Linked DNA regions of Sander lucioperca: region 1 is linked to region 2. Evidence: chromatin contacts called from public Hi-C data. All regions are on one chromosome and are shown on one strand. Each heading gives the region's core, a stretch centred on a gene start, on an enhancer-like site or on the middle of the called end of the contact. The rest is flanking DNA. Distances are from core to core; before and after follow the strand shown. Region 1 holds the start of c12h1orf174 (UPF0688 protein C1orf174 homolog). Region 2 holds the start of dnajc16 (dnaJ homolog subfamily C member 16).

What was found. A called contact is a pair of places that touch in the nucleus more often than the background predicts.
Region 1: a contact with region 2 is called in a Hi-C map of liver, with 2.5 times the contacts expected there. The contact joins the promoter of c12h1orf174 here to the promoter of dnajc16 in region 2. A contact is called at or near these places in 2 of 2 Hi-C or Micro-C datasets (liver and muscle).

What each region holds. Positions count from the first base shown.
Region 1 is chr12:10,990,234-10,995,895 of SLUC_FBN_1.2, reverse strand. It overlaps c12h1orf174 (UPF0688 protein C1orf174 homolog), which reads right to left and starts at 4,107. Exons shown (of 4, transcript XM_031286553.2): 1 at 3,880-4,107; 2 at 2,108-2,164; 3 at 1,407-1,784; 4 at 107-597. The coding sequence starts at 3,891. The coding sequence ends at 457.
Region 2 is chr12:10,822,734-10,828,238 of SLUC_FBN_1.2, reverse strand. It overlaps dnajc16 (dnaJ homolog subfamily C member 16), which reads left to right and starts at 3,431. Exons shown (of 15, transcript XM_031286502.2): 1 at 3,431-3,652; 2 at 4,070-4,251; 3 at 4,331-4,397; 4 at 4,860-5,184; 5 at 5,302-5,486. The coding sequence starts at 4,079. casp9 (caspase-9) reads right to left here and starts at 3,295. Exons shown (of 11, transcript XM_031286530.1): 1 at 3,163-3,295; 2 at 2,912-3,064; 3 at 2,579-2,789; 4 at 2,339-2,422; 5 at 2,194-2,255; 6 at 1,823-2,005; 7 at 1,641-1,730; 8 at 1,217-1,364; 9 at 915-1,103; 10 at 690-799; 11 at 98-570. The coding sequence starts at 3,043. The coding sequence ends at 466.

The DNA.
Region 1 (5,662 bases), core at 2,858-5,357, 170 kb before region 2:
TTAGTATGAGAAAAACAACAGTATTTTAACTGTGTCGGGCTCGGGCCGGGTTCAGTTACTGCTCTGTTGATCCGCACGTGTCACCCCCTGCTGGAATTCAGATAGAATGCAGGTTTAAGGCACTTGCTTTGTCCATTAATATTAACAGTATATGGTTGTGACGACAGCTTATGTCGGGGTACTGAAAGCAGGTTTGAAGCAAATACACTCATACAATGATAGTAGGCTAACAGCAGATTTAGCTACAGCAAGTTCATGCCTCCCTTACTCAACTTCATCACCAGTGACTCATGAGCATCGCCACTCACGCTATATTTGAGAGAGCGTTCGGATTGAACGCAGCATCTGAACAGGTGCTTTAATTTGGCTGCTTTTTCCTGCTGAGCGTTGTACAGTATGTCCTTCAGCAGGCATGACTTTGAGTCCACAACAGTCAATCGGTGCAGTTACTCTTCACTAAGTGTCCCCTCTGTCATCTCGCTGCATACTGCTGAGGCCCGCCTCCTCTTCATCGCTGTCCTCTCGTGCGTAGTAATGCCGTCTCCTATTCTCCTTCTGAACATGGGCGGAACTCTCCGACGATTTGTAAGGGAAGTCCTGTGGAACACATTTTTTGTAATTCATTCAACGTGGACATGTTCTTCGCCAAGCAAATCTAGCTTCTGCGCTGCGACATTTAAAAGCTCTTTAGGTATCCCACACAAAGATCGTTTCATGAGTGCATACATGGATAGCATTCATGGTTTCAATAGTGGACTCAGTCAATTGGAAGTGAGGGTTTCAGAAGTCAGTTACTTAACAAGTGATGCAGGTACTGTGGTTATGAGAGCACCCTTTCTTTAAAGTTTGAGTTGATTTGGGGAATCTCTTTGATATTACTTTTACAGTTCAATCAATATCCTTTGGACTTATACCAATGCCCTTCAATACTAATAAGGACTATTCTCGGGTGGCAATTCAATGTCTTCACTCTAAGTTCTCACACATGCAAACAGGACCTATAAAATGGAGAGATATCAGAGCGAGCGTGCCTCATAATTTGAGTGGATGGATGGAAAAGTGGAGACACTTCAAATTGTACAATATGCACTCCTAGCACTGTAAAGCATTCTTGGTAAAACATACAATTTACATTAACATATTCATTACACACATTTAAAAAATTAAAAATATTGCTGGTAGAACACACGCCATAGTCACATGAGGCAACACCATTAAAGTTATCAAACTGTACATTTAGTTGGGTGCTGCTTTATCTATGTTTAGTGGGTGTCTTATCAACACAGCCCCTCCTACGCTGGCCATCAGTTGGGAAAGCTTTCATCTACAAGAACCTTTTGCAAGCAACATAATCCAAACTGAGTCACAGATTGTCCCCATTATAGAGATAAACCAAAAAATCTCACCTGTACAACATCCAAGTTTCCAAAGAACTGCTCCACAGGAAGAATCTGATTACTGTCGTCATCTGGGAAGATGTTTTTGCTGGTTTCTTCACAATCCATGTCCTCAGACTCCCGTTTGTCCCACACGCCGTTCACTCTGCAGCTGTCCAAATCCGGCCCCGTCATTAGTCCGTTTTCTTTGCCCTCCTGTCCCTCGAGCTTTGGTGATGCTGAGCATCTCCTCCTGCCTGCAGACTGGTGGCATTCACAGCTGATGCAGGAGAGGGTCTCTAGAGGATCGTCTGCTTTGCTGTAACCACTGACTACTGAACTGCTCTCTGCGGCTGGCTGTGTCTCTGGACTTTTCATACATCTCCTCCTTGTAGTAGAAGCCTGTGGCTGAAAGATAAAAGACCAGGGTTATGCAATTAACTATGATCATCAACATCCTTTGGTCTTATACCATGGTACTTCATCTAACTCCCGCAAGGACGCATCACATTGAATAGAGAGCCTAACGTGCGTGTCCAGTACAGTTCTCATATGCAGTTGTGAAAGTCTAGCCAGTTATAATTGTCCAGTTAAGGGGAAAAAGCATCAAACATGGTCTTTTTGTATACATTATTTGACTTCAGACATACAGTTAGAAACAACAGAACATAGCAGCTGTTAATACTTGCTCTTTATGCGGGCTGTTCTCCTGTATACAGGTTAACACACACCTTTCTGGAGCTGCTCTTCCTCTTTCTGGGCTTCAAGCTGTCAAGTTGACCAGGCATCTGCAAAGCAGCATAATGTGGTTTGTTTCATCCCATGTGGTAATAGGGCTGGGCAATACAGAGAAAATCAAATATCACAATATTTTTTACCAAATACCTCAATTTCGATACCACAACGATATTGTAGTGTTGACTATTGGTGCTTTCACAAAATATTTATACAATGTGATTTTTGATAAATAATCATTGGTAATGTGGATATAATGACAAAGTGGGTAAAGGCAAATAATAGAACAGTTACAACAGTCTGGTAAGTTCAGAAAATGACATCACTTTACTGTAATGCAGCCTTTAAAACCAGGAAAATACAACACTTATGCCATATCACGATATTACGATATCCAAAATCTAAGACAATATCTAGTCTCATATCACGATATCGATATAATATCGGTATATTGCCCAGCTCTATGTGGTAATACTCAATTATAGCAACCAGTTAATGAAAAAAGGTGGTTTCATTAAGCAGGGAGACTATTAAGCCCACCAAGCATCAAGCTTCCCTAGCTTTAGTGATATCACAAGCCAAGTAACGTTCCAAAACACAGCCCTTTAAGAGTAGGTTAAATTCAATTTATTGGTCTTTTTTTAATTTTATTTAGCATGTTAATGGTGTTATTCATGGTTTTTAGTCAGCCCTATGCTGTAAAGTAATGCTCCCAAGAAAAACACAAAATCAGGAGAAGACATGAATGGCCATATTAATTCATCATCTACTTTTCACTTTAAAAAGTAGATGTGGGAAAGACCTGCTGGTTTAGAATGAATCAGTGATTTATTGTTGCATCTTATTTTTAACTTTTTTTATGAGAATATGTTGAAAATTTTGAAATGTACACTCACGTGAGTACCTCTAAAACTACGATTTATGTGCTATAATTTTGAATCACTAGGATTGTATTCAGTCCAGCACTGGTTATGAAAATATTCATTCTGATCAGTTATGATTTGATACTATAAATAAAATTGAATTGAATTCTAATGCTTAAGATCTGTGGGGTCTTTACAGCACACAAGAGTACATTTGCGATGTTATCACGGCCTCCACTCTTTGTGCCTTTCACCAAACTACAGATTTTGAGTGGTGAGGGGAATGGAGTCAGATTTTGGATTTAGATAAGTGCACCATTTGACGTTTAAAGTTTATACATTTGTGAAACCCACCACGGCTCTGTACAGTCCCCTGAGCTGTTCATCAACAACCCTGTATGCTCCGCTGGCCAAACTCCTCCCACATTTTTTATATTATTATAACGTCACCAGCCATGACTCAAGACCTCGAGTAAACTCTGAATGTTATTCCAGTAACGTTATGCGTGTCAAATCAGTGCCCAATTGAAGTTAATAAAAAAACGGTTCATACTGTAACTAAATCTTAGGATAATACAATTGTTCCAGAAATGCAACTGAGCTTTCGACAATAATATGCAATGCGCATTGTTAGTAAATAAACCATCACGGCGGAAGACAACTAACGTTAACGTTAGGTCACGTAAGGTTAACGTTAATTCGCGTGGCACAAGAACGACTTTACCGTTGTCTGCAGTTATGGTAAAAAGCTAAGACTTTACCAAAACTAACGTTAGCTAAAGTGCCCGATAATTTATCTCGACATAGCAGCTACAAGGCTAACATGATAGCTATGAGCTGTAACTAACGTTCATTTACTAGCTAGCTAGCTGCCTGTTACTCAACTAGCTTAGCGAAACACCTACCTTGTGCATCATTTGCCGGCGTAATGCTTTTGTTTTTCAGCGACCCCGATATTCTTTAAATAAACTGGCTTTGGTTACAAATAACTATGCTTGTGATGATATGTGGCGTCTCCGCCTGTGCTGCAGTGTGCTAGTGTGGAGATGGAGCCGCCGTTTCCTGAGAGAGGTTCACTCTGAGGTCAGTGAGTCAATATTATGGAAGCCCATTTCCGCCAATGTGATGATTAAAAAAAAAAAAGATCCTGTTAGTCATTATAATGATAAACCTTCTCAAAATAACGACTATCAAAATATACTAAGTCGTTACATAACGTTACATATGCAGATACATATCTCATTATTTTAAGATACTATCTCATTATTTTTTAGATATACTAGTATCTCATTATTTTGAGAAAGTTTCTCATTATTGTGAGATACCATCTCATTATTTTGACATACTAGCTAAGTCATTATTTGGAGAAAGTTTCCCCTTATAATAGGTTCCTTGAGATGAGCTGCGCTTTGCCTGTAAAGTGGATGGTAGCAGCAGTAGCAGCAGGGGGAGGTGACAAGTAGGACAGTTTCCAGCCATTTTAAGCAAGGGGGTAAGCTTCGCTCCAGAGCTCGAATCTCCTATGGCGCCATTTTGATGCTACAAAGCGATCACCCGACGTTAGCATCCCATTGACTGCCATTCATTTTGGCGTCACTTTGACAGCGAATAACTTTACATCTGAAGCGTTTAAAGACTTTCTTTGTCCATTGTTTATTTCTAAAGAAACACGACAATGTATAAAATGCTCCATTACCTTGTACCTCACGTTATGGCTCCGTAGTATACGTTTTTGTAAAAATAGGCTAACGATTGTGTCATAACCACGCGACTTACTGTCGCATAGTAGAGGAATTACCGTATAGTACAGGAGAAGCTCGCAGGCAGTTTGGACTTACATTAGCTGTTTAAGTGTAATTACTAATGTTAACTAGCATTTTAGTTAGCAATAATTAGCCTGTGTCCACGTTATCTCCTTGCATATACCTACGCTCTCCTTCTCTGCAAGATTCTGAATGATTGAGATTTCTCTTGGCACAGCTACCAGAAGACTTACAACTTTCAGACACGTTGCTCACGTCACATTTACGTCGTTTCTCTCAGTTGGAGGCTGCGCAGTAACGCTCAGCGCTCACCGGAAAAGTGCTTCTAAAGGCCTTCACTGGTCTCCATCCAGAGCAACGGGATCTGTTGGTCCATTCTTATATACAGTCTATGATTTTAAGCAACGTTTGGTCTGTACAGGAAGTCACAGAAGCACTCAAGTCCTTCTGTATATCAGTTTGGACCACTGACTGTAAATATGAACAGTCTATGGCTTGGACACAGTCTCCAATTGTTTTGATTATGACCGAGTAGCCTGTTAAAATGCTGTTAGGCAATGTGTTGCTGATGTTAATATACAGCAGATCTGAACGTATAGTCTCTCTGACTACTAACTGTCACCATCAGCCACACAACATGTATTCAGCTGTTAATAGAATAAACTTTGGTTTGACTGGGTGGGGTCGTGTGAGGTGAGGTAACATTCCATAAAATGTCCACAAGAGGGTGGTAGAGTCTTTTTTTAATTCCACCCTCTCACAGTCATGTGATATACTGTGTATACTATGCTACTTACAGTTTGTGCCGTCTAGGAACAATAGAAATATTCTTAATAAAAAAAATAAAAAAATAAGTAGGCTTTATATCTTATTTGAGAATCAGCTTCAAAAATTAGCTACGTTGCAGTTGGCCACTTACTTAAAT
Region 2 (5,505 bases), core at 2,182-4,681:
ATTCCCATGCCTCAAACCCCATTTTCAGTAAATAACTGCACACAAATTCCATTTTGTTAAAAAAAATCTGTATATTAATAAAGTGACTTGAAATAAGAGTCAGAAATCAGTTTATATCAATTTCCCGTTACATCTCCTGTGTGGATAAGACACAAACATTATATAAAACCTAACCTGAACCACATTTTCACAGTACAGAATTGTTTTTTCCCAAGATGACACCTATACCCAAAAAGTTGCCAACAATTAAAAACACAGCAAGACCTGACAAACAATAAAAATGTAAAGTAAGACATGATTGTGTCTGTAAAAGTACAACCACAATTTAGCAAATTCATACACTTTGCAACTCTGCTGACGCATAATCTCAAGAAATTACAGTCATGAAATAGCCACAATTAGAATATAGAACAATAGAACATTCCCTGAAAGTGAAACTGAGAAGTGTAAAGCTGAACTTTGTCGCTATGCTTGGGTTTGAAAGTAGAGACGTTTGCGGAGGAAATTAAAGGAACCAGGCATTTGCTTGTAGAGCCCATTTGCAGAGTTTTGGGAGACTTCATTATTAACCTGGAAATAAGCACAATCAATAATCAGATGTGTTTACGTTTAATTAAAAACACTCTAAATTGTGAAGGAGATGTAATAGAGCCCTAGCTAATTCTGCCGGTATATTAAGAGAAGCTCACCATCATCAATATTGTGACCAAGTCATCGGTAGCAGCGTTTTCATCAAGAATACGGTCTAGTGTCTCGACGTACCAGGAGCCTGACTGGGTGTCTCGCCAAGAAACATAACCTGTGTTGGTCACATTAGGCATTAGGAAGACATACACAGCACATAGTCAAGTTTATCTCAAAATAAACACAGATGCGTGAATGCAACACACACACACATTGAGACACAAACAAACCGGGAAAAGTAGAGTAGGACACCAGAATGTCACTCGGGGTGGGCAGCGTGGCTCTGGCGTCCAGTTCATCGGACGTGCTCAGAGAGTCGCTGCTGGATGACATCGGAATGGCGTCCGTCTGATCATCTGCTCCACCGATGGATGGTTCAACCTCGTCAGGGGACACCTCAAAGCCTGTGTCTTTTTCACCTCAAGGATAAGAACAAATGTTTCCCTATAAGGCCACTTTAATTCATGGATTATGGCTTTTACACAGGCTTCATTACTTTGAGTCATTCACCAGTACGTTCAATGTTAGCTACCTCCTCCGCAGGCTTGGATGAAGAAAAGTTTGGGTTTGCCCTGTAAAGATGGACAATGCTGGCCATTGAGGTAGTTTGTGATGTGCTGAACTGGGACATGCTGTCCGTCCACACCATAAACGGCACCAGGGAAGCGGTTGTGATTCACCTAAAAACATAAATAGTGTTTATAGTAGTTAATAGTATTATAACAACGGAGACCCCGGACTGTTGAGCAACTTGAGTCGTACATCAAGCAAGAATGGGAAAGAATTCCACCTACAAAGCTTCAACATCATCAATCAACAACATCAACTTTATTTTGGTCCACCGGGGACAAAATAAAGTTGAAGTTGAAGTTAAATATAAGAATACATTACAATTCATCTGGATCTGAACTTGAGCAGGTCGGAGAGAAACATGACAAACACAGGACATGGCTTACCTCAGTCCCATGGGAAAGAATGATAACCACACAGCAGTCATATTGTGAATGGTCTTTCTTAGATAAAGCTGACAGTCCATGTTTGATTTGCTGAAATGCAGAAATGGCTGTTAGCTTTACGACCACGAGCTAAAAATTTTACATGTGGTGTCAGACACGTAAGCAGAAGAAATGACTCTTACTTTTTGTTTCAGGTTTGTCTTCACTTCCACAATAAAGTTGAGTGCCTTGAATCTTCTCTCCAGCTTGTCACAGTCTATGTTGGACCCTTTGCGATTGCTTAGGTCGGTCTTAGGTTCAAACTCTACGTTGTTTATGATGAGGCAATGTCCACATGGGTTGGCATCCATTTTATAGCTCTGACACACGCATATACACACACACACACACACACACACACACACACACACACACACACACACACACACACACACACACACACACAGGAAGCAGAGAAAGAGGCATGATGTAAATATATAATCTGAGCTTGCTTCTACAACATCTTTTGTCTTTCTGTTGGTTATAAAGTGGATGATCAATAAATGGTGCTTACCTGAATACTATCCCGTCGAGTTCTGCCTGTTGGCCTTGGTCTTATGTACTCCCTTTCAGGTGCTGTGACATAAGCATCAATATGTGTTAAGCATCAGGAAACTTCCCAGTCTGTTACCAGCATGTAAAAAAATCACATAGCTTACATGGACTGGGAGTAGTACTGGGTCTCTGTATTGGGTAGACAGGAACATCATCTTTTCTTTGCTTATCAACATCCATAGGAGGGGCTATTAAAGAAACAAAGAGCACATATGAGCCACCAAAGTGTTATACTATTATAAGACCAGAGTTACAAATTATTGTAAGATTTTTTTAATTAAGAAACAACTTTTTTTCCCCCCAAGACAGTTATACTAGTTAATCATATCATATCACACACTTACAAACTGGGAGAGGCTGAACAACAGGGCGGACAACCTGAGTGGGTGTTGCAGGCTGTATCTGAACTGCTGGAGCTCCATCCTGAAGAAGCTCTGCCAAACGGTGCTGACCTGTCTCCTGAAGGCACTCCAGAAATAATGGAAAGGCCCGACTTCCACGGGTCTCCAAGTCCCGGACTAACTGTCTGGCCTGGTCACGTCTGGTCCCAGAGCTCTGACAGGAGACACGGTTACAGGTGTGTATCAGCACTAACGTTACCTTAAATGCAACATGCACTAATGTAATAATTAACCTGAAACTTGATGCCGTAACTTAACGTTACACAGCTGTCTTACCTTTATCTCATCGATCATGTCTTGGGTAAAAACTCCTTTTTCAAGAAGTCCATCATAGAGGTTTGATGGGTCCAAATCTCTCACAAGATTGGTCCTATTGCGCTGAAGAATCTTCTTGTGGCTTTCCTCCATTCTTCATTCACTAATAACGACCTACGTGAGGGTAGGGAGAATTATCATAAAAGCTTACAGAGACAGTTGGTATCCTAAAAGGTGCACGGTAATCCCACTCGTTCGTGAAAGGGAAATACCTTGTTCCTGTACTAGAAGTGTTTCATTGGTTTCATTTCTCTTGCATTAGACATTTCCTTGTTTACATCACCGTTGTATGTGATTGGTCCACTGAGAAAAAACGGGGTGCGCTTGATTATATTTACCGCGCGCCGCTGCCACACGGCCTGTTTACCACAATACATTCACACTAAAAATCGCGTCACGACTAGTGATAAACCAAACACACACACAAACGAAGCATAGGATCTCACTAGCTAAATACTCAATCTCCCAAAATGAATTTCGACACTGGGCGCCTCCCCCTCCACTCCTGCTTCGCAGCAGCAGGTTGTGAGCTCACCCTGTAGGAGCTGTGGGATGCTGCTGAACACACCCTGTGCATTTCGCTATCTTTTCACATCAGTGTTAACCTATTTTATGCAGTCTATGGTGTTAACCAGCAGCTGAAGAACATTAAAACCTTCACCAAATATGTGGCGTAGTACCGGCTGACTGCATCTGCTTGAGGTGAATGGAGCTGTTGCGTTGAGATAGCTATAGCCTATATGTATCAACGCAACTAACCCTAATGGGAAAAAAAAAAAAAAAAGATGTATCCTCGAAGAATAACGTTTATGTCACAGCCTAGTGACATGTCAGCAGGTGTATTATTGTAATGCCTGTTGCTTTATGAGGTAGCTAGCTGACATGTATTACCTAGCTTGCCTAGCTTATGTAGTTAGCATGCTTATAATGTCATTTTCATTTAGCTAACGTTACCCGGTTGTCTTCTTCATATTTCATCATAACGTTATGCTATCGTCAGTATGGAGGGAAGGCTGTTTCAGATTTGCAAGTCAGCTAAAAGCTGTGTCATGATTTCAGGTCCTCAGAATTAACCCACTTTATAATCGTGATGGTGACACTTCTTTTTATGTGTTAAAGGTTACTGTGATGGCAGGGTCAAAGATGTCTGTGCCACTGGCTGTAGTGGTGGTCCTCTCAGTGCTGCTGACAGGGGCAACCCATGCTGGGCCTGAGATGGATCCATACAAAATCTTAGGAGTAACCAGGAGTGCAAGCCAGGCTGAGATCAAGAAGGTCTATAAGCGTCTTGCAAAAGAATGGTAAATCTTTTCAAAGAACACTGACCTGCTTTTATGAACCTCATTCAGTTCTTTACTAATACACATCTTATATCTCAAGGCATCCTGACAAAAACAAAAATCCAGGTGCCGAGGACATGTTTATCAAGATTACCAAATCTTATGAGGTTAGTCATTTTTCCAAATAGAAGTTATCAATACATTGTGCAGCTGGTGCATATCATGTGGTATGTGTTGAAGCTGCAAAGATTAATTGATTAATCGATTAGTTGTCAACTATTAAATGAATCGCCGACTATTTTCATACTGATTAATCGGTTAGGGTAGGTTTTTATGAAAACAAGTAAAAGTTATCTAATTTCCAGCTTCTTAAATGTGAATATTTTCAAGTTTTTCACTCCTCTAAGACAGCAAACTAAATATCTTTGAGTTGATCGACATTTTTCACAATATTCTGACATTTTATAGACCAAACAACCAATCCATTAATTGAGAAAATAATCAACAGATTAATCGACAATGAAAATAATCTTTGCAGCTCTAGTATGTGTATGTAAGCTGTGATAAAAAGCCTGTTACACATGCATAATATGTCTGCCATATTGATATTTGTTCTACCCGATATCTAGATCCTTTCCAGTGAAGACAAACGTGCCAATTATGACCGTTACGGGCAGACTGATGACACCCAGCCATACGGCAACGGTCGCTACGGTCAGCACCAGGACACCTTTAACTTCGATGAGTCCTTCTACAACTTTCCCTTCAACAGCAAGACCCAAAGGGACTTTGCTGACAGCAAGTACACGTTGCACTTTAAGCAGTATGTCAATGACGTGGTGCCTGACAGCTCCAAGAGACCATACCTGATAAAGATCACCTCTGACTGGTGCTTCAGCTGCATCCACATCGAGCCTGTATGGAAAGAGGTGGTGGAGGAGATGGAGACTCTAGGTTTGGCATTACCCTATGAATAATCCAGAATTATCCAGCAGCTGCTGTCTATGACATTGCGTACGGCGAGTTGAAAAGGTTGATGTGTGTATGTGTGTGGACATCCTGTCTTTGCAGGTGTTGGGATAGGTGTGGTGGATGTTGGCAATGAGAGACGATTAGCAAATCACCTCGGTGCTCATCGCACCCCATCAATTCTCGGAGTCCTAAATGGCAAAGTGACGTTTTTCCATTACGCTGTAGCAAAGGAGCACCTGAGACAGTTTGTAGAAGACCTTCTTCCTCAGAGACTTGTGGAATGGGTAAGTGATTCAATCTGTG